2 separate regions of the Lactuca sativa genome follow, and region 1 is linked to region 2. Evidence: chromatin contacts called from public Hi-C data. All regions are on one chromosome and are shown on one strand. Each heading gives the region's core, a stretch centred on a gene start, on an enhancer-like site or on the middle of the called end of the contact. The rest is flanking DNA. Distances are from core to core; before and after follow the strand shown. Region 1 holds the start of LOC111879081. Region 2 holds the start of LOC111891113.

Evidence for each region. Hi-C and Micro-C count contacts between places; a contact is called where the count stands out from the background.
Region 1: a contact with region 2 is called in a Hi-C map of leaf, with 5 times the contacts expected there. The contact joins the promoter of LOC111879081 here to the promoter of LOC111891113 in region 2. A contact is called at or near these places in 2 of 4 Hi-C or Micro-C datasets (both in leaf).

Annotation. Positions count from the first base shown.
Region 1 is chr3:72,346,413-72,351,316 of Lsat_Salinas_v11, reverse strand. It overlaps LOC111879081, which reads left to right and starts at 2,817. Exons shown (of 4, transcript XM_023875558.1): 1 at 2,817-3,080; 2 at 3,172-3,268; 3 at 3,340-3,402; 4 at 3,498-3,820. The coding sequence starts at 2,817. The coding sequence ends at 3,820.
Region 2 is chr3:72,045,493-72,050,067 of Lsat_Salinas_v11, reverse strand. It overlaps LOC111891113, which reads left to right and starts at 1,252. Exons shown (of 1, transcript XM_023887198.1): 1 at 1,252-2,313. The coding sequence starts at 1,252. The coding sequence ends at 2,313.

The DNA.
Region 1 (4,904 bases), core at 1,568-4,067, 300 kb before region 2:
TATATGTATACAATTAGTGAATAGAATCATAAGCACGTTAAGGAAATCGACTAATTTGTAAGTTTCACTTACAAATAAGAGCGTTATAAGCGATTAGTGTGGTTGCAATGGGTTTTTGGCCCAATGTGGATCTTGGTGTTCTTGGTGAAACCAAGGAGATTCAAGGGTTTTCGGCCAAGGATCTTGATGGAATGAAGAACACTTGATGTTCTTGGCAAGATCCTAAGGAGATTCAAAGGAATTTCAGATGATAGTTGAGAGAGAATGAGGGTTTTCGGTTGGTGTTCTTGAGAGTAAAAGGGTGTTTTCGGCTAGAATGGTAGAAGTGATGAAGTGTTTTCGGTCCCCCCATATTTATAGGGTCGAAATCATGATGGGACACATGTATTGGTTCTCGCACCGAAGGGATAAGACCGAAGTTTGCGGCTGGGATGTTGACAGCCGAAAACGAAGGCTCGCATGTTTGCAGCCCGAAGAGTGTTTGCGGCCGAAAGCCGTTTGCGGTCCGAAGTCTTAAGCTAGGCGAGGGTTTTCGGTTTACACACTACACTTCTAATTTAAGCAACACTTCTAATTCAAGGCTTTTAAACACATATAGGTTATCAATCTAACCTTAAAATTAAATCAAAACAATAAGTTTGACTTTATTTGACATGATTGACTTTAGTTGACCCAAGTTTGATTTTAGTTGACTTTTGCAATAACGAAATTAACAGGTTGTCACACAAAATTCACTGTCTTTTCTTTTTACTATTATCTTGTTACATACATGTATCTCCCTGATTTACATACTTTTTCTTTTTTATAATATGCAACAAAAACAAATCTATCGAAGATTTGAAGCTAACAAATGATCCCATTGGACATTCATGGTCTTCTCTAAGGAGTTAGAGATTAACTAAAGACCCATAAGTATAAGATATGGTATCGGGTTGAATGTCTTTTTAATATTGAGATAAAAATATTTGGAAGTCTCTTGTTAGGTTTATCCGTTTATGCATCTGTTAAACTTAGTGTCACATTTTAGTTTTGTTTAGATGTGCTTCAGTTACTATCCCAATTGTAATGTGGTTAGTTGGAATGTGATTGTGAATTGAGTTATGGAAGGCTGTGGTTTTGGTATAAACAATGGCGGATCCTTTAAGGGGCCAGGGGAGGCCATGGCCTCCCCGTTTTTTGGCCTACTAATTAGCAATGTAGAGAAGGAGATCTGTAAAAATGATAAGGAAAAGTGAAAAGGAGGCAAAAAAAAAATGAACTACTGCTGCTACTTTTTCGTTGATTGAAATCTCCGACGAAGATATACTGCCTCTTCCCGGCGTCTGCGCAACTTCGCATCTCATTGGTTGCTTCACATCTTCAAAGTTGCTTTGCCTTGTATATTTGGTTTCCGTTTTTACCTCCGGGAGAAAACCAACTTCGAGTTTTGTGAGGTGTTTTAGCTGCCAGTATCTTTTTCTAAGGTTTTCAAAAAGAAAAAAAGAGACACACTGCCCAATGTAATTTTGTGAACTACTTTTACTATTTTAAATAATATGAAACACAAATGTTAACTTTTCTTGAAAACCCAGTATATAGATTAATATTTATTTTAAGTTATTTTAAAACCAAATTACTGGAGATATTGTTATACTAAACTACAGACGAGTTGTTTTAAATATGGGTAATTTAGTATATTTTTGTCAATAAACTCATGATATATTTATTTACTTTTGTTAGAGATATTGTTATGTTAAGATTTGATAATTTTGGTCTTATTAAAAATTCAAATCTTTTGAGCTATAAAGAAAAGGGTAAAAGAAAGATAAATTAAATATATTTTACTTTTGTCATAAAGGCATCATATATTTCTTTATTTTATCAAAATTTATTTGATATGTTGTAATTAGTTAAGAAATATTATGTGATACAAACGTTTATTTTAAAATAATCTCATTTTGAAGTTAATTAATATATTTTTTGTATAAAAAGAATCACAAAATGAATCTCATTTAAGCTTAATAACTTAATATGGTTTCGCCCCCTTCACTTATGGTGGTTGTGTTCCGCCTCTGGGTATAAATATATGTGAATTTTGGAATACGTGTAGTTTATATATGAACAACTTGATAGAACATGTTGTGTAATGTGTTTGACAACTGATGTGAAACAAAACTTATTTTTTTAGTCCAATCCAGAAAGTTGTATTCGGTGCAAAACAATAAATAACTCGAACTCTCAATTATAAAAAAATATGTTCTTTTGGTCCTAGGCAACTGCTATTATTGTATTAATAGAAATAAATGGTTTGTGGCAAAGTCTATTTCCTATGGCAGATGTAAATGTGCTAAGCCACAAGTCTACTTATTCCCAATATTGAAGACTTGGAAGTCAACAGTTAATTTGTATTCTTTGTCGTTGGGCTTTTTTTTTTCTTGATCAAATGATTGGTTCCTATTTCAATCTTTTTCATATTAGGATTTATAGCATAGTGTCTAGCCGAAGTCATGCTTTTTCATGTTGCATTACTCATCCATCTATTATTGTGTTTAAGTTGTATTTTAGGATTAAGAGAGTGCCATGGCCAACCAAGATGATGATGGGAAAAAAGACGAAGGCTAGTGGTTATTCTAATGTTCATGGCCATTGTAATACATCGTAGAATTTCGAAAAAAAAGTAATCATAATTTACTAAGTAAGGAAGAAATGTTAAAGCGTCAACTTGAACGAGAACGACTATTACACAAACTTGTAAAAGGTGGGAAATGTCGTGAGCAAGCTTTTCCAAAGTTGTGTACTATCTTACAATGTGACGGTGGCCTGCGACCTACACAAGCATGTTTGTTGAAGAACATGTTGCAAGGTTTCTGCACATCATAGGTAACGATATGAGAAACACCATGGTCTCTTTCATGTATGGACACGCTAAATCTATAACAAGTAGGTGCTTCCATAGAGTTCTTCGTGCGGTTGTAGCATTAGAAAGTTACTACATTCAACAACCTAAAGGTGATGTTGTCTCGAAAGAAATTCAAGAGAAAAATAGATTTTATCCCTACTTCAAGAATTGTGTAGGGGCAATTGATGGGACACATGTTCATGTAAAACTACCGAATAAGGATGCCACTAGATATCATGGTCGCAAGGGCCCCTACGATAAATGTCTTAGCCGCATGTTCATTTGATTTGAAGTTAACGTACGTTTTAACCGGGTGGGAGGGTACTGCCTCTGACTCAAGGATAATGAAAGATGCACTTAAAAGAGACGATAAGCTACTAATTCCTAAGGGTAATTTCTATTAAGTAGTTTAATTTTATCTGCATTCGTTTATTAGAAAACTAATTACATGTTATTTATAGGACGATATTATTTGGTAGACGCCTGTTTGCCTCATACCCTTGAACTAATGACATCATATAGAGGTGTTAGGTATCATTTGAAAGAGTATTCTACTCACCCCCAGTGAACGCTAGGGAGTTGTTCAATCTTTGACATGCTTCTTTACGTAACGCAATAGAACGGGCATTTGGTGTTCTAAAAAGAAGGTTCCCAATCGTTAGAAGTACACTGGAACCTTTTTACTCGTGTGACACACAATCGGACATTTTTGTGGCATGTTGCATCTTACAAAATTTTTTACTCGCCGAAGACCGTGACAAAAAACTTGAATATGAAGTCTTACAAGAGGTGTTGGATGAACAACCACAACAAGTGAGACATGATGTTAATAACGAACGCGTGTATAGTAACGAAGCTGAGGAATTGAGGAACGCTATTACAACTCAAATATGGGATGATTACTCGTTGAAACCAAACAATGAAATGGATATGTCTAATTAGTTTTATACTAGATCAATAATATGTCGATTTTAGTTCATTATGTTATTTTAGTTTAATTCTGTAGTGACATTTGCAATTAATTTATTTGATGGTGTTATTTATATTATGAGCCATCTTATTCTTATATATATATATATATATATATATATATATATATATATATATATATATATATATAATGTCTGGCTCATTATACTATCTTTATATCTACAAAGCAACCATGACGAAAAGGGTAGCTGATGGAAGTGTAGTGAAAAAAGAAAATTTGACATGGACACATCATATGGATAACGTTCTCGTTGAAGCTCTAATAAAGGAAGATCAAATAGGTAATCGGCTGATGGTACATTCACTTCGCAAGCTTATGCGAACATGATTGCAAGGATGAGTAAAAAGTTTAACAGGTCTATTACAAAAGATCAACTAAAAATCGAATGAAAACTTTAAAAGATAATTTTAGTAAATGGTATGATATGTATCGGGGTACTTCGTTGAGTGAGTTCTCCTAGAATTCTCAAACAAGATACATTGAAGCAGAGGAGGAAGTATGGGAACAATTAATTAGTGTATGTGTTGGTTTTACATATGATTTATTTTTTTATATATTTTTTGCACCATTAACTTTACTAATTAATTTTTGGGTTTGTTTAGGCAAACCCTGATGCAGCTGCATTTAGGACCAAGAAAATTTAAAATTATGATCAATTGGTGATGTTATTTTCAGATGATAGAGCATCAAGATCAAAAGCGGAAACAACCAAAGAAAAAATGTTTTACCCAATGAGAGTTCAAAAGCCAAGAAGCTAAAAATAAAAATAGAAAACTAGAAAGAAAACTTCAAGATGAAGATGAAGTAGTAGCTGAACTTGAACCTAAACCTCAACCAAAATCTTTTGAACACAATATTGTGTAAACATTTAATGAAATCGTTGATGTTATGAGGGAAGGGAACCAATCTCGTGACTATACCGGTGAGGAAATTGAGAAAGAATTAGAGTTGATGGGGTTGGATGTTGATGAATTTACAGATGCTTTCATATATTTGTCGTGTAATCAAGCCGATGCTAGAACCATTTTTAGTTCT
Region 2 (4,575 bases), core at 3-2,502:
CTGGTTATCTACACAATTAATGACATTTCTCCTTGTTTTGATAACCCCACAACTCTCAAACGTCACTGTGACAAATCGTGTCAAAATAAGTATATAAAAATATATAATCAGATTATATTATTATAATATAATCATTTGTTCAAGGATAAGTATGGTTGGGTGCAAATGTTATTTTGGATTTGTTATTTGTTGTGTGTGTTTTTTTGGATGACGTGTTTAGTGGGAACGGGTAGGTGTTTAATCGTCGTGAGCATGACGGATGTGTGTGATCGGCGGGGATGAGAATTAAGAATCATACTCATTCCTTGGATATTTAAAATACTTGAGTACAATGGATGATTAGTTGTCTCATGGAGAAGTTTGGTTCTTTCTTTGGATAATTAATCGTTCCCCTAAATTATGTCATCGGGTGATATGTTTGTTATATGATTTCTTGAAACTATATGATAAAACTATATTTTTTTAAGTGATGAACATGTATGTGCAACACGAACTCACTAGGCCCTAGGCTTACCCATTTAGATACTTTAAATGTGCGCAACCAGGAAACTATTTAGCAAGTGGCAGGAAAAAGTTCAAGGAGAAGGATTGATCCAGAAGTCGACAGAGGAATTCCACAAAGACGTAACACCCGACGTTGTTTAGTTGAAGACTTTGTTTAATTTTATTTTGTTTCCGTTGTAGTTTAGTCTTTAAGTAAGTGCTTAATTGATCTTGGGAGATGTTGGAACGATTATTTGTTATATAATCTATATATGAAAATTGGGGTGTTACAAGTTGGTATCAGAGCGTTGTTTAAGCAGATTAGGTGTTTGCATAAACACTTAAGCTTAGACGGAAGGAATAAGAGGTAATCAAACGACTAAATTAGACCACATCTCACTTGTAGGTATCATGTCTCCAAGAAGATCTGGAAGGTTTTCTAGGGTCACCCCGGAGGAAGAACGTATCCCAATTGGAGCTTATGTTAGAGCACCAGGAGATGTACCAGAAACCCCACTAATCCTAAACGTTAATCGTGGACGGGACCAAGGAAGAGGTAGGGGTAGAGGAAGAGGCTGAGGAGCGGTTAGAGCACCAATACCTATACAATCAGCCCATGGCAGCTCTGGATCCCACCGCGTTCGAGGTCGAGGTCGCGGAAGGGGTCGTGCAGCAAACACGATCACTAGAGAAGAATTGGTTGATGAGATTGCTCGGGCGATACACGCTACCTTGCCAGATGTAGTTGCTCAGGCACGAGAAGCAATAATGGGTGAGTATGAAGGTAACTTGGGTGGAGGTGAAGAAGACTACGAATACAGCACACAAAATATAAATCGTGAACCAAGTATTGGACAACCATCAAGGCACATTGACAACCATGAACGAAGGGGTTGTAGTTACAAGACGTTCATGAATTGTAAGCCACCCATATTTAACGGAGAAATTGATCCTGTTTTGTCATCAACATGGATTATGGAGATTGAGGGCACATTTGATTCTAGCAAGTGTGCGGATGAGGACAGGGTGATTTATGCTGCGACAATGTTAAAAGGGGAGGCAATACATTGGTGGGGCATGGTGAAGGAAGTTAGGGGGCGTGAGCCGGCCAAGAACATGTCATGGGATGAGTTTTTAAGAATCTTTAAAGAAACGTTTTGCCCTCGAACAACGGTAAAACAGTTCGAGGAAGAATTCTTGAAACTGGAACAAGGGAACATGACTGTGAGGAAGTACACCACTAAGTTCACGGAGAAAGCTAGGTTTGCCGAATTTTACGTATCTACAGAAGAAAGAAGGGTGGAACGCTATATTTGGGGATTGAGAACAGCTATCCATGAATTTGTGCAAATTCAGAAACCAAGTACTTTCCAGTCTGCTGTAGACGCCGCGGAAGGCCGAGAGCGGGAAAAGAATCGCCAGGGTAAGAATAAGGATTCAGGGAAAAGGAAGTTGGAAAGTTCAAATACAGACTCAAAGAAAGGCAAGACTTCTAGTTCAGACTGTAACTATGAGCAACAGTCTGGGATAGCGCAATGTACTATATGCAAACGATTCCATAAAGGGGAGTGTAATATGAATCAAAGAACTTGCTACAAATGTGGAAAAATAGGACATATCGCTTCTGATTGTAAAGTGGGGAAAGTATGTTATGGGTGCGGGTCCCCAGATTACATCAGGTCAAACTGTCCTCAAAATAAGGGTAACAATAATCAACGCATGATGACAGAGAAAGAGAATCGGTCGGGAGATGAAAAGGCAGAAACGACAAGGACAAACGGAAGAGTTTTCCATATGATAGCTCAGGAAGCTCATGATACCCCGATATAGTGGCGTGTGCTTTCTTAGTAAACTCTATATTATGGGTGTTATTGAATGTGGATGCAAACATTTTTTTTCATTACTTTTTGTAAGTTCCTAATTATGGGTGCAAAAGCTTTAGAAAAAAAGACCGATGATGATCATTGTGTAATCGTAAGAACGGAATTTGATGATTGTTTGATTTAGATAAACAGTTCTTTTAGCACCATTAATACTAGCACTCGTAACACTATGTTGTTTGATTATCGTGGTAGGAATAGATTGGTTGTTAAAAACCAAGTTAACATAGTAAGAAAGCTATTCGGGCATGGGTACGAAATAGGAAAACATGATATGACAAATATATCATTGGTAAGGGATTTCTTGAAAGTCCTATTGGTTAGCACCAATAAGGATGAAAGGATTTATTTAATAGTTGCATAACCTACTCGAAAAGGATGGGACGATCTAGATATGCATGGATTACCAAAAGTCAAAGAAGGTGTAAGATCTTTACTTATTACGGAAGGTTAACGTTGTCACTTATATACTAAGTCATAAGATAAGGAAGGAATCAAGTAAGATTCAAAATGATGAGAATTTATGTAAGCGTCAGACTATTGGGTGGACTGGAGAAGAGTCGGAAACAATCCTCGGTAGAGGAGAAGTGGAAAGATTTTAGAATTTTTGCCTAATATATGATGACACATTTAATGAGGACATGGGTGTATAATAGCCGGGAACAAAACGAGTGTGGTGTGACCGGCGGGAGATAGGAATTGAGACGTTACTCATTTCCTTGGATATTTAAATGCATGAGCATAATGGATGTGTTTTGCCAAGTAGGAAGGGAAGTGGACCATTGGTTCTTTCTCTGGATATCTGAAATGTTCCTTTAAATTGTGTCATTGAATGAAATATACTTGTGGGAATAGTTAATAATGAAATCTTTTACTTGTCTATTTATGATTAGAACCTTAGTTTCATGTCACCATTTTGGAAAACATTACAACGAGAAATGGATTACCTGGTCAAGAAGTTAAGGAATGTGGAGATACAAATCATGAAAGCTCAGTGAAAGTAACATAAATGGTTAGATGCGACATGGGGAAACGTATGAGATAAGAAGACCAAATACCCTTATTTGGTTGTTCAGTTCAAATTCCGCGGACGGAATTTTTCGAAGGAGGGAAGTTTGTGACAAATCGTATCAAAATAAGTATACAAAAATATATAATCAGATTATATTATTATAATATAATCATTTGTTCAAGGATTAATGAGTTAATTAGTAGAGAGTTATGAGGTTTAATGTCCAAACCCGTCACCTTCATTGTGGAAATAAATTCGACCATTTGAAGGGTTTATAACATCCAAGGCCTTACGCATTATAAAGAGCTCGAAAAATCGAGTGAAAACCCCATTAGAATTGCAAGAAACGACTAGGATTCGTGGGAGAATTCGGAGGTAGAAGGTTGTGAAGATTTTCGGGATTCAAACCGGAAATTGAGGGTGCGAGTAGCGTGACAAGATTCGGTTAAGACTTAAACGCCAAGGAGGTGAGTTTTTTTTTCGTGTTCTGTGGTTTCTTGCACATAAATGTTTATCATGCGTTTATTATGTGGTTTTTATTTACTTATTGACAGTATGCTTTATGATAAGTATGGTTGGGTGCAAATGTTATTTTCGATTTGTTATCCGTTGTGTGTGTTTTTTTTGGATGACGTGTTTAGTGGGAACGGGTGGGTGTTTAATCGTTGTGAGCATGACGGATGTGTGTGATCGGCGGGGATGGGAATTGAGAATCATACTCATTCCTTGGATATTTAAAATACTTGAGTACAATGGATGATTAGTTGTCTCATGGAAAGGGAAGTGAACCTTTGGTTCTTTCTCTGGATAATTAATCGTTCCCCTAAATTATGTCATCGGGTGATATGTTTGTTATATGATTTCTTGAAACTATATGATAAAACTATATTTTTTTTAAGTGATGAACATGTATGTGCAACACGAACTCACTAGGCCCTAGGCTTACCCATTTAGATACTTTAAATGTGCGCAACCAGGAAACTATTTAGCAAGTGGCAGGAAAAAGTTCAAGGAGAAGGATTGATCTAGAAGTCGACAGAATTCCGCAAAGACGTAACACCCGACGTTGTTTAGTTGAAGAATTTGTTTTATTTTATTTTGTTTCCATTGTAGTTTAGTCTTTATGTAAGTGCTTAATTGATCTTGGGAGATGTTGGAACGATTATTTTCTATATAATCTATATATGAAAATTGGGGTGT